Regions from separate parts of the Sus scrofa genome. Here regions 2 and 3 are each linked to region 1. A link is a contact called in public HiChIP or PLAC-seq and promoter capture Hi-C data. All regions are on one chromosome and are shown on one strand. The core of a region is the stretch at or near the end of the contact, and the rest is flanking DNA. Distances in the headings are between cores, read along the strand shown. Region 1 holds the start of SNU13 (small nuclear ribonucleoprotein 13). Region 2 holds the start of CENPM (centromere protein M). Region 3 holds the start of TNFRSF13C (tumor necrosis factor receptor superfamily member 13C).

The links. Promoter capture Hi-C pulls out the DNA fragments that hold promoters and counts their contacts. HiChIP or PLAC-seq counts read pairs in DNA pulled down with a chosen protein or histone mark.
Region 2: a contact with region 1 is called in an H3K27ac HiChIP or PLAC-seq map of skeletal muscle. The contact joins the promoter of CENPM here to the promoter of SNU13 in region 1. A contact is called at or near these places in 3 of 5 promoter capture datasets (fetal liver, fetal skeletal muscle and liver), 2 of 47 Hi-C or Micro-C datasets (blood and mesenteric adipose tissue) and 2 of 2 datasets of contacts at active chromatin or transcription factors (alveolar macrophages and skeletal muscle).
Region 3: a promoter capture Hi-C map of fetal skeletal muscle shows a contact between it and region 1, with 4 times the contacts expected there. The contact joins the promoter of TNFRSF13C here to the promoter of SNU13 in region 1. A contact is called at or near these places in 2 of 5 promoter capture datasets (fetal skeletal muscle and liver), 4 of 47 Hi-C or Micro-C datasets (adipose tissue, liver, mesenteric adipose tissue and 1 more) and 1 of 2 datasets of contacts at active chromatin or transcription factors (skeletal muscle).

Annotation. Positions count from the first base shown.
Region 1 is chr5:6,888,365-6,892,903 of Sscrofa11.1, forward strand. It overlaps SNU13 (small nuclear ribonucleoprotein 13), which reads left to right and starts at 2,650. Exons shown (of 3, transcript NM_001190226.1): 1 at 2,650-2,771. The coding sequence starts at 2,769.
Region 2 is chr5:6,674,980-6,679,518 of Sscrofa11.1, forward strand. It overlaps CENPM (centromere protein M), which reads left to right and starts at 2,773. Exons shown (of 6, transcript NM_001159305.1): 1 at 2,773-2,885; 2 at 3,441-3,520. The coding sequence starts at 2,829.
Region 3 is chr5:6,697,053-6,701,591 of Sscrofa11.1, forward strand. It overlaps TNFRSF13C (tumor necrosis factor receptor superfamily member 13C), which reads left to right and starts at 2,760. Exons shown (of 3, transcript XM_021091440.1): 1 at 2,760-3,007; 2 at 3,354-3,593; 3 at 4,129-4,539. The coding sequence starts at 2,872. The coding sequence ends at 4,310.

The sequences.
Region 1 (4,539 bases), core at 1,400-3,899:
AACACAGAACTGTGGTAAAACACATTTCTAAGACAAATTGATTCTGAGCATATGTTGACATTGATTAATTTACTAGCAAGGGACAGAGCAAGATACAAAAGGGTGGCTGGTTCTGTGAGAACATGGAAACTGAGTTATTATATAGTTGGGGAAAAGAATTATGGAGTTCCCATGGTGGTTCAGCAGTAATGAACCCGACTAATATCTATGAGGACATGGATTTGATCCCTGGCCTCAAACAGTGGGTTAAGGATCCGGCCTTGCTGTGAGCTGTGGTGTAGGTTGCAGACGAGCCTCAGATCCCATGTGGCTGTGGCTGTGGTGTAGGCCGGCAGCTGTAGCACTGATTGGACCCCTAGCCTGGAAACTTCCATATGCCATAGGTGTAGCCCTAAAAAGCCAAAAAAAAAAAAAATCAAAAAATCATATGATGACAACACATCTATGACTGTAAATTGGAATAAGGTTCATTCTCCAACAGCGATAGGTCCAATTAACACGTAAATGGATCCAAGCAAGCTGAGGAACAGGGACAGGGTCTGAATCCCAGGTTCTGCTCTTAAACAGGAGCTGTCAGTGAGAATCTCTTAATTGAAGACAAATTTAATTCTTTGACAAGTCATAGATTTGCATGGATAAAGTGTGCAGGGGAGATTTTTTTGTGTAATAAATGTTCAGTCCTGGAGCTGATTTTTTTATTTTTTATTTTTTGTGTGTCTTTTGTCTTTTTAGGGCCACACCCATGGCACATGAAGGTCCCCAGGCTAGGGGTCAAATCGGAGCTACAGCTGCTGGCCTACACCACAGCCACAGTAATGTCAGCTCCTAGCCGCATCTGCAACCTATACCACAGCTCACGGCAATGCCAGATCCTTAATCCTCTGAGCGAGGCCAGGGATCGAACCTGCAACCTCATGGTTCCTAATTAGATTCGTTTCCGCTGCGCCACTATGGGAACTCCCTGGAGCTGATTTAAACCTATCCTGGTGGGTTTTCAAGCAGAGCAACCAGATGTGGTGGAAGTAACCCAACCCAATAGCCAACAATTCCAGGGTTCAGTTCTGGCTCTGCCCCTTCTTCATCCTGTGACTGTGGACAAGCAGTTTCCCCTCTCTGAGCCTTAGTATCTGTAAAATGAAGGGGTTGATCTGCAAGATTCCTAAGGGTCCTGACAGGTCCCTACCTCTAGGTTTCCAAAGGAATAAGCTGGAACTGGTCCATTATAATGCTCTAGTTTTGGCTGGATCCAAATGGTCCCAAGATATGCCTGGCATCAGGTGAAGAGAGAGGAGTAAGGGCCATAAGTATGGGGAAGGACCTCTTGGAGGTGGTGAGGCATGAGCCTAGCCTTTAAAACATGGAGATCTGGAGCAGCATAACGAAAAGAGCAGCGTGCTAGGCCAGAAGAAAATGGGCGTCCGAGACATTATCAAATTCAACCCGACAGAAATGCAAGCCCATCCTCAAATCTGCTTTTCTTCCTGAATTCCCTACTCAATAGACTCCATTTCTGATGGACTCCACTCTTCATCTGCGGCATGTGGAAGTTTCCAGGCTAGGGGTTGAATCAGAGTTGGAGCTGTGGGCCTTGGCCACAGCCATGCCAGATCCAAGATGCTTATGCGACCTGCACCACAGCTCACCACACTGCCAGATCCTTAATCCACTGAGCAAGGCCAGGGATCAAACCCGAGTCCTCATGGATATTATTCGGGTTCATTACCACTGACCCACAAGGGGAACTCTTTTTTTTTTTTTGGCTGCACCCAGGGCATGTGGGAATTCCTGGGCCAGAGATGGAACCTGTGCCACAGCATTGAACCAAGCCGCAGCAGGGACAATGCCAGATCCTAATTAACTCGCTGAGCCATCAAGGAAGTCCCCAACCAGAAATTTCAACAAGGACATCTGAATATGAAGAAAAACATTTAGGGGAGTTCCCTTGTGGCTCAGCAGGCTAAGAGGCAGCATTAACACTGCAAAGGCTCAGGCCACTGCTGTGGTACATGTTCCATCCCCGGCCCAGGAACTTGTACGTGCTGCAGTGCGGCCAAAAAGAAAGAAAGATAAAAAGAAAAACATTTAGGATTATCCATCATTATCTCCATAAATTTCCTTTACCGGTATAGGGTCAAAAATATGATTTTAAAAGCACAAGAGGAATTCCCGTAGTGGCACAGTGGAAAGGAATCCGAGGTTGCCAGTTCAGTCCCTGGCCTCGCTCAGTTGGTTAAGGATCCCCACGTTGCCTTGAGCTGTGGTGTAGGTCACAGACGCGGCTCGGGTCTGATGTGGCTATGACTGTGGCGTAGTCCAGCAGCTATAGCTCCCATTGGACCCCTAGCCCCGGAACCTCCATATGCCGCGGGTGCGGCCCTAAAAAGCAAAAAAAAACAAAAAACAAAAAACAAAAGAATGTGCTCAAAAATAAACTAGCAATGGAACGACGACTCCATTGAAACTCTTTGATTTTTTTTAGAAATGTTCAATTCACTGTTTCTGCCAAGTATGTATAGTAGAATGACAACTTTTTCTTTTTTAGAACATGATTTTTTAAAAGCAAAATGTGATCCCTCGGCCAGAACTCAACTCTTTCCCCGCCGGGGCCCCTTAAGGAGCGTGACCCCGCCTCTTGGTGACGTCACTTCCGCTTCCTGCCGCGCGCGAGGCCATTTCCACTCCTCTACAATTTTCCGCGGTGGTGAACGTTCGCGCTCTGACGTCTCCTGTGCTCCTAGAGGAGTGACGGACACATCGGCACCGCAGCCATGGTAAGAGCGTGCGCTTGGCCTAAGGGCCGGGAAGTGGGAGACTCGGGTTCGGTTCTTTCACTAGTTGTCCGGGGCTGAGAACGTGCGCGGTCTCGCCCAACCCGCCCCGGCTTAGAGCTCCGGCGGCCGCGCAGTCCCAAGCTCTGCCTTTTCTTCTGGTCCGAGGTTAGAACTCTGGAAGCCTCAGGTTCCCAACTGCTGTGAAAGGGGTGCTTTGTAGCAGTCTGTGCTCCCGGCCAGAGGCGTGCGGTGAGCTCAGGGGCAGAACCCGACCTGGGAGAAAGACCAAGAGCAACCCACGTGGGAAAGAGTAGAAAGTTAGGTGAGAAAACTTGGCTCCATGTGCTTTATTTTCCTTTTGTGGGGGTCGCTAGTGGAACGCTGGATTTGGATCATCCTCCCCTACCCCACTTCCCTACTGATGATGTTCAGGAGAAGGAGGTCTCCAGGCGTCCATGCCTGGTACCCGCCGCGAGTTACATGTGCCACAGATTAAAGGACCTTTTGGTGTTTGGAGGCTGTGGGAAATGCGGAATGACCCTGAACCCAGACTGGAATGCAGGAAAGACTCCTGCGAGGCGCTAGCCTCAGAATCAGAAGTCCTAGTAGCACCACGTGCGGTTTCCCCAGAACTCTCGTTGTTCAACTTTTTAATCGGATTGTGTGGCCTGGTAGCTAGTTTGGGTTGGCACTTAGTAAGGAGAGAAGAGTTGGTAAAGCACTTTCACTTCTATAATGAGGTTTAATCCTTTCAACGGATCTTGGATCCCAGCAGGTATCTTCCCAAAAGGCTTCCCCCCACCCACCTCATCCCCATTTTGAAGCTAAGTGTCTGAGCCTAGAACTTGAAGCTTCTGAACCACTACTCATCTTCCGCCGTTCCGTGGACAGTTTTGTAAAGTTTTGGAATTGAGTGACCTCGGGTCGAAGTTAAGAATAATTTACTTCAACTGTAAAATGGGATAACAATGTAAGGGGATTAAATTATGTGATGTAATGCATGTTACACACCTAGTCCTAATGCTTGGTATGGAGAGAATGAGCACTTGCTATTTGTTGCTAAATCAAAACCTTTCAGATTTCATATTTTTTTATTTTTTGGCTGCACTATTTTTTGGCATGCAGAAGTTCCTGGGCTAGGAATTGAACCTGCACTACAGCCCAAGCCAGATCCTTAACCCACTGTGCCCCAAGCAGACTCCAAAACCTTGCAAATTTTGGCTGTCTGGTGTACAGGAAGATAAAAGCTATCAAGTTAGGGATTAAAGCTGCAGTAGGATTTTATTCATTCACTCATTTAATTAAAATTTGAGAAAGTTAAAAGGTGAGGGAGTTCCCATTGTGGCACAGCAGAAGCGAATCTGACTAGTATCCATGAGGATGCGGTTTCATCCCTGGCCTTGCTCAGTGGGTTAAGGATCTGGTGTTGCCATGAATTGTGGTGTAGGTTGCAGACCTGGCTCAGAGCTGGCGTTGCTGTGGCTATGGTGTATGCCAGCAGCTGTAGCTCCGACTGGAACCCTAGCCTGGGAACTTCCATATGCCATGGTGTTTGGCCCTAAAAAGCAAAAAAAAAAAAAAAAAAAGGTTGAAAGGTGAATGAATACACAGTAAGCAAATTTCAGTTGCTATTTATAAGCTGGATAGTTTGGCTTTATAGTTGAGCAAACTTTTTATTGTTGTTGACTGGCTTCTCTTTGATCATTGTTGGGGGTCCAGAAGCCTCTCTCCCTTTCTTGTGTGTTTGATGTTTATAGAGAGTTGAGAA
Region 2 (4,539 bases), core at 1,523-4,022, 210 kb before region 1:
TACGCCAGAGCCACAGCAACGCGGGATCCGAGCCGCGTCTGCAACCTACACCACAGCTCACGGCAACGCCGGATCGTTAACCCACTGAGCAAGGGCAGGGACCAAACCCGCAACCTCATGGTTCCTAGTCGGATTTGTTAACCACTGCGCCACGACGGGAACTCCTATAGCTCCAATTTGACCCCTAGCCTGGGAACCTCCATATGCCACAGGTGCAGCGCTAAAAAAAAAAAAAAAAAAAAAAAAAAAAAAAAAACTGTGTAACTTATTCCATGTCTATTATACCTTAATAAATCTGTTTTTTAAAGTGATCACTGGCTCTTAGATATTGTTTCGACCATGTGATTTTTTTTTTTTTCTTTTTAAGGCTGCATCTGCAGCATATGGAAGTTCCCAGGCTAGGGGTCAAAGGAGAGCTTCAGCTGCCAGCCTATACCACAGCCACAGCAACATTGGATCCAAGCCACATCTGTGGCTGATATAGTAGCCTGCGGTAACGCCGGATCTTTAACCCCCTGAGTGAGGGCCAGGGATCAAACCCACATCCTCACGGATGCTATGTCAGGTTCTGAATCTGCTGAGCCACAATGGCAACTCCCATGTGATTATTCACACTGAAGTTTATGGGAAGGTCAATATGTAATAGAGGTAAAGCCCCCTGCTTCTGCTAAGGGGGGGTGGGCAGGAATCCTCCACTCCCTCAGCTTCTCCCAGAAGCCAGTTTGAAAAACACTGGTCCAGAGGGTCTCTGATGGCCCTGCCAGTTCTGGGTGTTGATGACACAGAAACCTCCAGGTCTGGCCTTCCTGCCATTCTCTACCCTTCATCACAGTCTGGCTTGTACACACAACTATTTTCTATTGCAATCCCTATGGGACAAGCACCAAACACCCCAACGCCTCAGCCAACAGTTACCTCCCCAGCCAAGTGCAGCAGGGGCTCCCCAGGGAGCCTTCATGCAGCTTCATCTGGGCTCCAGCTACTTCCCACTATGCCACCCTTGGTGGCTGTCATCTGCCCATCCACCAAAACTCCGTGAGGCAGAGATGGCACCTCTGATGCCTGGGGCTCCGTCCCGGGCACTAGGCCTGGCCCAAGACAGGCACTCAGCACAAGTTGGTTGAATAGGTCTCAGCTCAGCCCCTCCTGGAAAATGCTGACCAGTGTCCAAAGTCTTTCCTAGACTCTCTAAGGGCCTCAGTCACCTGACCCTCGATCCCTCCTCTAGCCTCACCTCCACCTGCTTTAGCCACGGGCCTCCTTGCTGCCCCTCAGAAGTGTCAGCAATGCTCCCTGCTTGGGGTCTTAGCACTTGCTGCTCCTTCTGCCTGAGTCCTCTTCACTGCATTTAACGGGCTCCTCTTTCACTCATTCATCACCTTCTTAGCAGGTTCTCCTCTGACCTAAACTGGCTCCTCCTGGAGTTCCCATTGTGGCTCAGTGGGTTAAAGACCTGATGTAGTCTCTGTGAGGATGTGGGAATGATCCCTGGCCTCACTCAGTGGATTAAGGATCTGGCGTTATTGTGAGCTGTGGCGTAGCTGTGGCTCGGATCCTGTGTTGCTGTGGCTGTGGTACAGGCTGGCAGAGGCAGCTCTGATTCGACCCCTAGCCTGGAAACTTCCATATGCTTCACCTGCAGCCCTAAAAAAGCAAAAGAAAGAAGAAAAAAAGAAACTCCCCTCTGATAAAGTGACATTGCAGCAGAAACACAAAGATAGGAAATAAACAAAATGACTATTTGGGAGAAGAGCATTTCAGCCAGAGGGAACCCTGGGCGGCGGAGGTCCTGGAGCTGACATTGCAGGGAAAAGAGCAGAAGATCACACGAGTCTCAAAGGCCATGTAAGGCTTTTGCAGTATACTCTGAGTGAAAGGGGAACTATTGGTGGGTTTTGACCAGAGAAGTATCTGCTTTGATTTGTTTTGAAAGGATAACTCTGACTGCTGCGTGAAGAATAGCTAGTAGCCTTGGAGACCAGGGTGGTAGCAGGGAGACAGTGAGAAGGCTGTTAGAATAGACTGGAAGAGAAATAACTGGGGCTTATCCTGGTGGGGGAGTGGGGGTGGTGAGAGATGGTCAGCTTCTAGATGCCTCTTTCTTTCTTCCTTCCTTTCTTTCTTGTTCTTGTTGCTTTTTATGGCCACACCCGCGGCATAAGGAGGTTCTCAGACTAGGGGTCCAATCGGAGCTCCAGCGGCTGGCCTACGCCACAGCCACAGCAGCAACACATCCAAGCCAGGTCTGCGACCTACACCAGACCTCACAGCAACACCGGATCCTTAAGCCACTGAGCGGGGCCAGGGATAGAACCCACAAGCTCGTGGATACTAGTTGGATTCATTTCTGCTGCGCCACAACAAAACCCCCCAGCTGTCTTTTAAGAACAGAACCCACAGGCTTGCTTACAGATTGGATGGGAGGTGCAGAGAAGAGGAGCCAAGAATGACCCAAGGTTTTGCTCGGAACAGCTGCACAATAGAGATGGAGAAGATGAGGGAAGGACAGGTTTGGAAGGCATCAGGAGTACTACAAATGCAGGATGAATGAACGAAAATGAATGAATGAATCACTGAATGTCTTCTTTCTCCCAGGACTGAAATAAAAGTCCTCTCGCTCAGGGAGCGCTTTATGTGCCCAGGGCCAGCGCTGGAACGTCCCCCTCAGAAAAGCAGGTAGCGGTTCCTTTAAGGAGGCCTCGTCCTGCCCCCAAGAAGCCCCGCCCGGGAAATGTCACGTGACCCTTGGTCTCGCAGTAGAGGCGGAACACCGGGCGGTTTGAAAGCCCGGCGCGCACCGCGGGAGCGGCGGTTCGCCTGTCATTGCGATGTCGGTGTTGCGGCCGATGGACAAGCTGCCGGGCCTGAACACGGCCACCATATTGGTAGGCGTCAACAGCCGCGACTCCCCCGCCCGCCCTTCCTCCTAAGCTGCGCCTCCGCTCTCCGAGCTCTCCGAGGTGCCTGGCGCGGGCTATTCTGGCAGGGGTGTGGTGGGCGGGAGAGTCACGCTCTGAACCAATCGGAATAGCGGTCCTCTTGAGGCCGAGGGACGTGTCCACCAATAAGTGCGCGGCAGACTCTTTCCCAGTTTCTGATTGGTGGGACGGATGGGCGGGGAGACCGCGCGCGGCGGGGTGCGGGGTGTGAGGTGTCCAAGACTTGGTTTTCCTGCGTGGCGGGGTCTGGCCTCCCGGAGAGACGAGGCCATCCGAGGGAGGGTCCGGAGAGGTCGTGAGTGCAGACCGGACAGGACCGGAGCAGGTGCCAACCTCTGATCCTCACCCGTGCCTTCTGTAGTCGTCTCGGTAAAGGGCGCCTCGCGTGCTGGAGCCGGAATCTTGGGGTGCAGCTGTCTTGAGTCTGTGGCCTGATCCCCAGGCCCTCTAGCGGGACTGCTATGCCCTGGTATCAGTCCGTCGCCTTTGCTCTCTGCGCAGCTGGTGGGCACAGAGGATGCTCTTCTGCAGCAGCTGGCCGATTCGATGCTCAAGGAGGACTGTGCCTCGGAGCTGAAGGTGTAAGTAACCTTATGCCCAGGGTGTCCGATCGCTGACCTGGGCGCGAGGGAGAGCGAGGTGGGGGTGAGGGGACCGCCAGAGAGGCGGGCGCCAACCTCTGGGCGCCCTAACGCGTGATCTGGCCCCGATTAAGGTATCCTACACCACTCTCTGTCACACACTTGTTCTACTTTTCTCTAGCACTTGGCACCGTAAGAAATTTCCTTGTTCTCTGGTTTGTTTACTTGTTAACAGTCTGCCACCCTGAGGGACCCCAAGGTCAGCCCCCTTGAGGACAGGGACTTTGACGTTCGCTCCCTGGGGATTCCCCAGTGCCTTGACCAGTACGTGGTACCAAGTAGATGCTCACACAACCCCCAAATTTGGAGAAAAGCTGACTGAAAAGTTTATTTTGTTTCCTTTTTCTAAATGAAAAAGAGTAGAAACAGCTGCTGAGGGGAGTCAAGTGACTGAATGTGTGTGGGTGTTATTCTCCTGATAGAAAGATAGCTCCAGGGCTCTATACTGAAGGAGAATGATCCTGATCTAGAGGGTATTTCCTGTATGGGAATTGGAAATGCCCCCTTACTAGTTAGAATAAGAACATAACCTTCCCCTTGAAATAAAGATTGTTCATAGGTCCATCTGTGCTCTGCCTATCTTGCCAGGCTCTTAGGCTGTAGAACATCAAACACATAACCACAAACCTCAAACCCATAGCTCAGAAATAGGAAAGGATTAAAAACAAAAGTAGTTTAATTAGCATCAGAGTAAATGGAAAATATGGGCACAGTTGCCTACCTTGAGCGAGACGGAAAGAAGTGTCATGGAAACCATTGCCAAAAAAGAGCAAGTCACATGGCATGCAAAAATCGGAAGAGGAAACCCCTCTGGAAAGAGGAGAACAAGTCTTTTTGAGTGCTTTTTGCCACTGAGACATTTAATAAGAATGCGGATTTTTAAAAGACGCATTCAAAGCCAAGTGATAACACAACAGAATGAGAGGAAAAGAGAGGTTTCAGAGCTAAGGGCAAAAAAA
Region 3 (4,539 bases), core at 1,510-4,009, 190 kb before region 1:
CATGAGGGTGCAGGTTCGATCCTTGACTTCGCTCCGTGGGTTAAGGATCCGCCGTTGCTGTGAGCTGTGGGGTAGGTCACAGACACGGCTCGGGTCTGGCGTTGATGTGCTCTGATTCGACTGCTAGGGAACCTCCATATGCTGCGGCTGTGGCACTAAAAAGACAAAAAAAACAAAACAAAAAAAAAAAAAAACTTGAGGAATAACCTGACTTTTACTACATTGGTCTGAGGGTGAAATTTCTATTCTTCACTGCTAAGCTGTGGAAGTGGAGACTCGAGCACTCCCCCCTTCCCTATTTATTATTTATTTATTTATTATTTACTTATTTATTTATTTAGTCTTTTTAGGGCCACAGCCGCAGCATATGGAGAGTCCCCAGGGGTCGAATCAGAGCTGTAGCTGTGACCTACACCACAGCCACATCAACACCAGATCCGAGCCATGTATGTGACCTACCCCCACAGCTGCAGCAATGCCGCATCCTTAACCCATGGAGTGAGGCCAGGGATCGAACCCTCATCCTCATGGATACTGGTTGGGTTCGTTACGGCTGAGCCACGACGGGAACATCCCCCCACTTCCCTATTTAGAAGGTGCAAGTGGAAGGTCTGTCTGGAGTCAGGTGCCCCACACACCATCAACACCAATCCTGCTGCCCACTCTGTGCTTGGCACTGCCCACTGCAGGCACTTAGGAGGCACTGGTAAGGGTGAAAGTGGAGCCTCTCTGGTTCTCCCTCCAGGTGGCCGGTATAGAGGTGGCTCCTGTGAGTGGCCTCCCCTCTCCCGGGGACAGGCTCCCCCTCCAGGGTCCCAAGACCCAGCCCACTTGGCCTGAACATCTGGCTGGGGGTGAAGAGATGCCGCATGTGTGGTAAGGGCCCTGCCGCCCTGAGGGTCGCGGGTGAGAACAGGACCAGTAGCGATGGGGGGGGGGACAGGGGCCCAGTCTTTAGGCCTTGCCCCCACCCCTCTGCCCTAAGGAGGCCCTTCCCTGCCTTGGCTCCTGGCAGGCCCCTGGCTCCCCCACCCCCTCACCACACACCCCCACTCACACCCACACCCACCGCCCCGGACCCACTTCTCCTTTGCAGTTGCCCCACCGCCTACACCTTCCTGCTACGGAGTTGCTGGCCCGTGGGCAGGGGACGGAGAGGCAGTGGGCCAGGGCGGCTCAAGGCCAGCCGGCTCGAGGTTCTGTGTGAGTCCTCGTGTCCTCGGAGCCAGAAACCTGGGGGCCGGCCTTGCTCCCCTCACTCCATAGCATCACTCCTCCCTCCTAAACAGCTGCTGGCTGCTCCCTGGCCCTGAGTCATGGGGGAGCCTCCTTGCTACTCCACTCACCCTGTCTCCAACCCCACAGCAGGGGGAACGTCCCTTCAAAGGCACAGCTCAGACCCTCTCCCCCACTCAGGTACCTCCTGGGGCTCCTCACTGCCCAGGGCTTATGGCTTGCGGCCTGGCCCGCCCAGCTGCAGCCTCAGTCTCTCTCCCTCGGCAGCACCTCTGGAGGCAGGGGCCAGGCCTGTCCCCAGAGTCGGCTTCCACTTTCCCAGCTCCTGCTTTTGCCCTCTGCCTAGAAGTTTCCCCTCCCCTCTGAGCTGCTGAAGATCTACTCCAGCCCCTAAGCCCCCTCCGTGCCCCAGGGACTGTCAGTCCTTCCGCTGTACACCCCCAGCCCTGAGTGCCCCAGGGTCTGGCCAGGCCCACCATGAGGCTCTAAGCCCGTGGTCCATGCTGAGGCTCTCTGCCAGCCCCTGCCCCGGGGGAGGGGGCAGCGGAAGTCCAGGAAGGCCCAGGGGGCTTGAGTGTCCGCCTGACACTCAGTGTGAGAGACAGGTGGGGCTTCCCCAAACACTGGCGAGTGGAGACACACAGAAGAGGCCCCACAGAGACACAGGCGAGCAGGCCAGGACACACACAGCCCTGGGAGGAGGAGGTGGGGTGGGTGGGCTGCCCACTTAGTGCCTACTGGGCCTGGGTCTGTCTGCTCATCTGTTGATCTGAGCCTCCCTCCTGCTTAGGATCTGGAGACCGAGCTGCCCCCGGTCTGTGCCCTCCACTCCAGCCAGCGGTTCTGACTGTGTCACTCCCTGCATGGCTCTCAAGTGCCCTTCTGGCCAGAATCCGAGCTTCTCTCAGTTAAGGCCCCAGCCCGGCCCTCTGGTTCCAGCATTCCCTGGCCTTCGTATTTGGCCCCCAGGCCCCTTGCTCACCCTGGGTGCCCCCCGCCCCCTGCGACCTCAGTTCAGCCAGCAAACACCTTATCATCTCCTCCACAAAGCCTTCCCGTGCCCTGTGGTACCACCTTCACTGATGCCATGCTGTGAGGTGTCGTCTCCCCCATCACCACCACCAGTGTGAGTCCCCTGGGGCTTGGTACCATGTGGGGGCCCTCAGGATGTCTTCGATGAACTGACCAGCTCTGCGGGAGAAGGGCAGGAGAGCTTCCCAGAGGAGGCAGCTGGGGGGAGATGGCTGGTGGGGAGCACCTGGGCCTATGGGCTGGCCTTGGGGGGCAGGGCAGAAGAGGCCTCCCCGAGGTCTGTGTCCTCTTCAGGGACCCATCCTCTGCTCCCCAAGGGCGGGCCCTTGTCTGAGCCCCAGCCTTGTCCCAGTGCCCAGCAGGGAGCCCGCCCCGTGGTTGTCTGGGGGTGATGGTTGAGTGGCTGAATGGAGGAACCACAGATAGAAGGTCTGGGGTGCTGAGGCCCTGGCTAAGAGTGGTCCCACCCCGTCCCACCCCAGCAGGCAGGAGGGCGGGGCGGGGCGGAGTGGGTGGCGGCCCCTCCCGGTTTCTTCCCCGTGGGGCAGCAGAGGCCAGACTCTGTCCCGGCAGGGTGTGCAGACAGGCCTGGGCTTTGGCAGCATGAGGCGAAGGGCGAGGAGTCTGAGGGGCAGGGACGGGCCGGTCCCCACGCAGTGCCTGCAGACCCAGTGCTTCGACTTGCTGGTGCGCAACTGCGTGGCCTGCAGCCTCCTCCGCACGCCCGATCCTGGACCGGGTAAGCGTTACCCGGCTCTGGCCGTTGGAGCGCCAGGGCAGCCCTGGTGGAGGGAAGGAGGGTCCTGCCACCGAGGCTCGTGCCCCGCCAGAGCCGCAGGCATGGCCCGCACCTGCCCAGGACCCGGGCTGGGGCATCAGTTAACGGGGGGCTGTGGGCTGGAGCCTGAGTGGCTCAGCCATGCGGGCTGCGGGCTGGAGCCTGCGCGCGGCCGTGGCCCCTCCTGCTCCCCCCCCCCCACCGGCTGTCCCTCCCCTCCCGTCCCAGCCTCTCCTCCCTCCGACCTTCCCCTACCCTCTCTTCCCTCCCCTCTGCCCCTGACCTCCCTCTCCGTCCCCTCCAGCAGGCGGCCCGAGCAGCCTGGCTCCCGGGACGGCGCTGCAGCCGCAGGAGTCGGTGGGGCCCGGGGCCGCCGAGGCCGAGGCCGCGCTGCCACTCCCGGCGCTGCTCCTGGGCGCCCCCGCGCTGCTGGGCCTGGCGCTGGCCCTGGTCCTGCTGGGCCTGGTGAGCTGGAGGCGCCGCAGGCAACGGCCCCGCGCCTCGGCTGCCCCGGAGGCCCCGGAAGCCCTGGACGGAGACCAGGACGGTACGTTCCCCGTCTAGAGGAACCGAGAGGCACTGTCCAGCCCGGGAAGGTCCGGCCCTGGGGGACGGGGGCCGTCGGAGGGGACACATGGCCCTGGCGGGCTAGGGGCCCTGGGAAGGGGGTCTGAAGCCAGGCAGATGGAGGGGGCGGCGAGGGGCGCCGTCTGAGATCTCAGGCTGAGCGGGGAGCAGCGGCCCTGCCCAGGGTCCCGGCCTGGTGAGCGCCTGAGTGAGGAAGACGCGGGCTGGGGGCCCGGGGGAGGGAGGGGTCGTCCTGCCCTCGCTCCGGGAAGGCCAAACTGACCCCCACGCCTCCTCTCCCAGTGTCAGCACTGCCACTGCGCAAACCCTCCCAGCACTTCCGGTCCCGAGGGCCCATCATGTGCCACCCTCCCCCTCCCCACCGCCGCCTAGGGGCTTCCTCGCCTGACTTCTCTCAGAAGTCGGAGGGCTCTCTCTCCGGGGAGGTTCCAGAAACGGGATGGCGGAAGGCTGTGACCCAATCCTGACCCTGCACCCCCCCACCCCCCAACCAGGGCCCCTGGATAATGACATCGTCCCCTCTCCTGGAACCCTGGATGCCACTGCTCCCATCTGGCTTCCACCCAGCGAAGACTCAGCCACCACCCCACCTGCCCACAGCGTCCCTGTGCCAGCCACGGAGCTGGGTTCCACTGAGCTGGTGACCACCAAGACGGCCGGCCCTGAGCAGCAGTAGCGATGGAGGGGACAGGAGGCTGCCCTCAGGCAGAGGCTTGGAGGTTGAATTCGGCTCCTCTCCCCTGGTCCCACCTGCTTCTTTACTGAGAGTCAAGCTGCTCCCGGGCTCATCCTGCAGAACTATAGGCGCTGCAGACACAGGGTTCGGACTACATGGGATCCTATGGCGTGTTCGCATTTGGCTTAAAATCAGACTATCTTTGGCAGCCCTCAAAGCCTGAGCTATG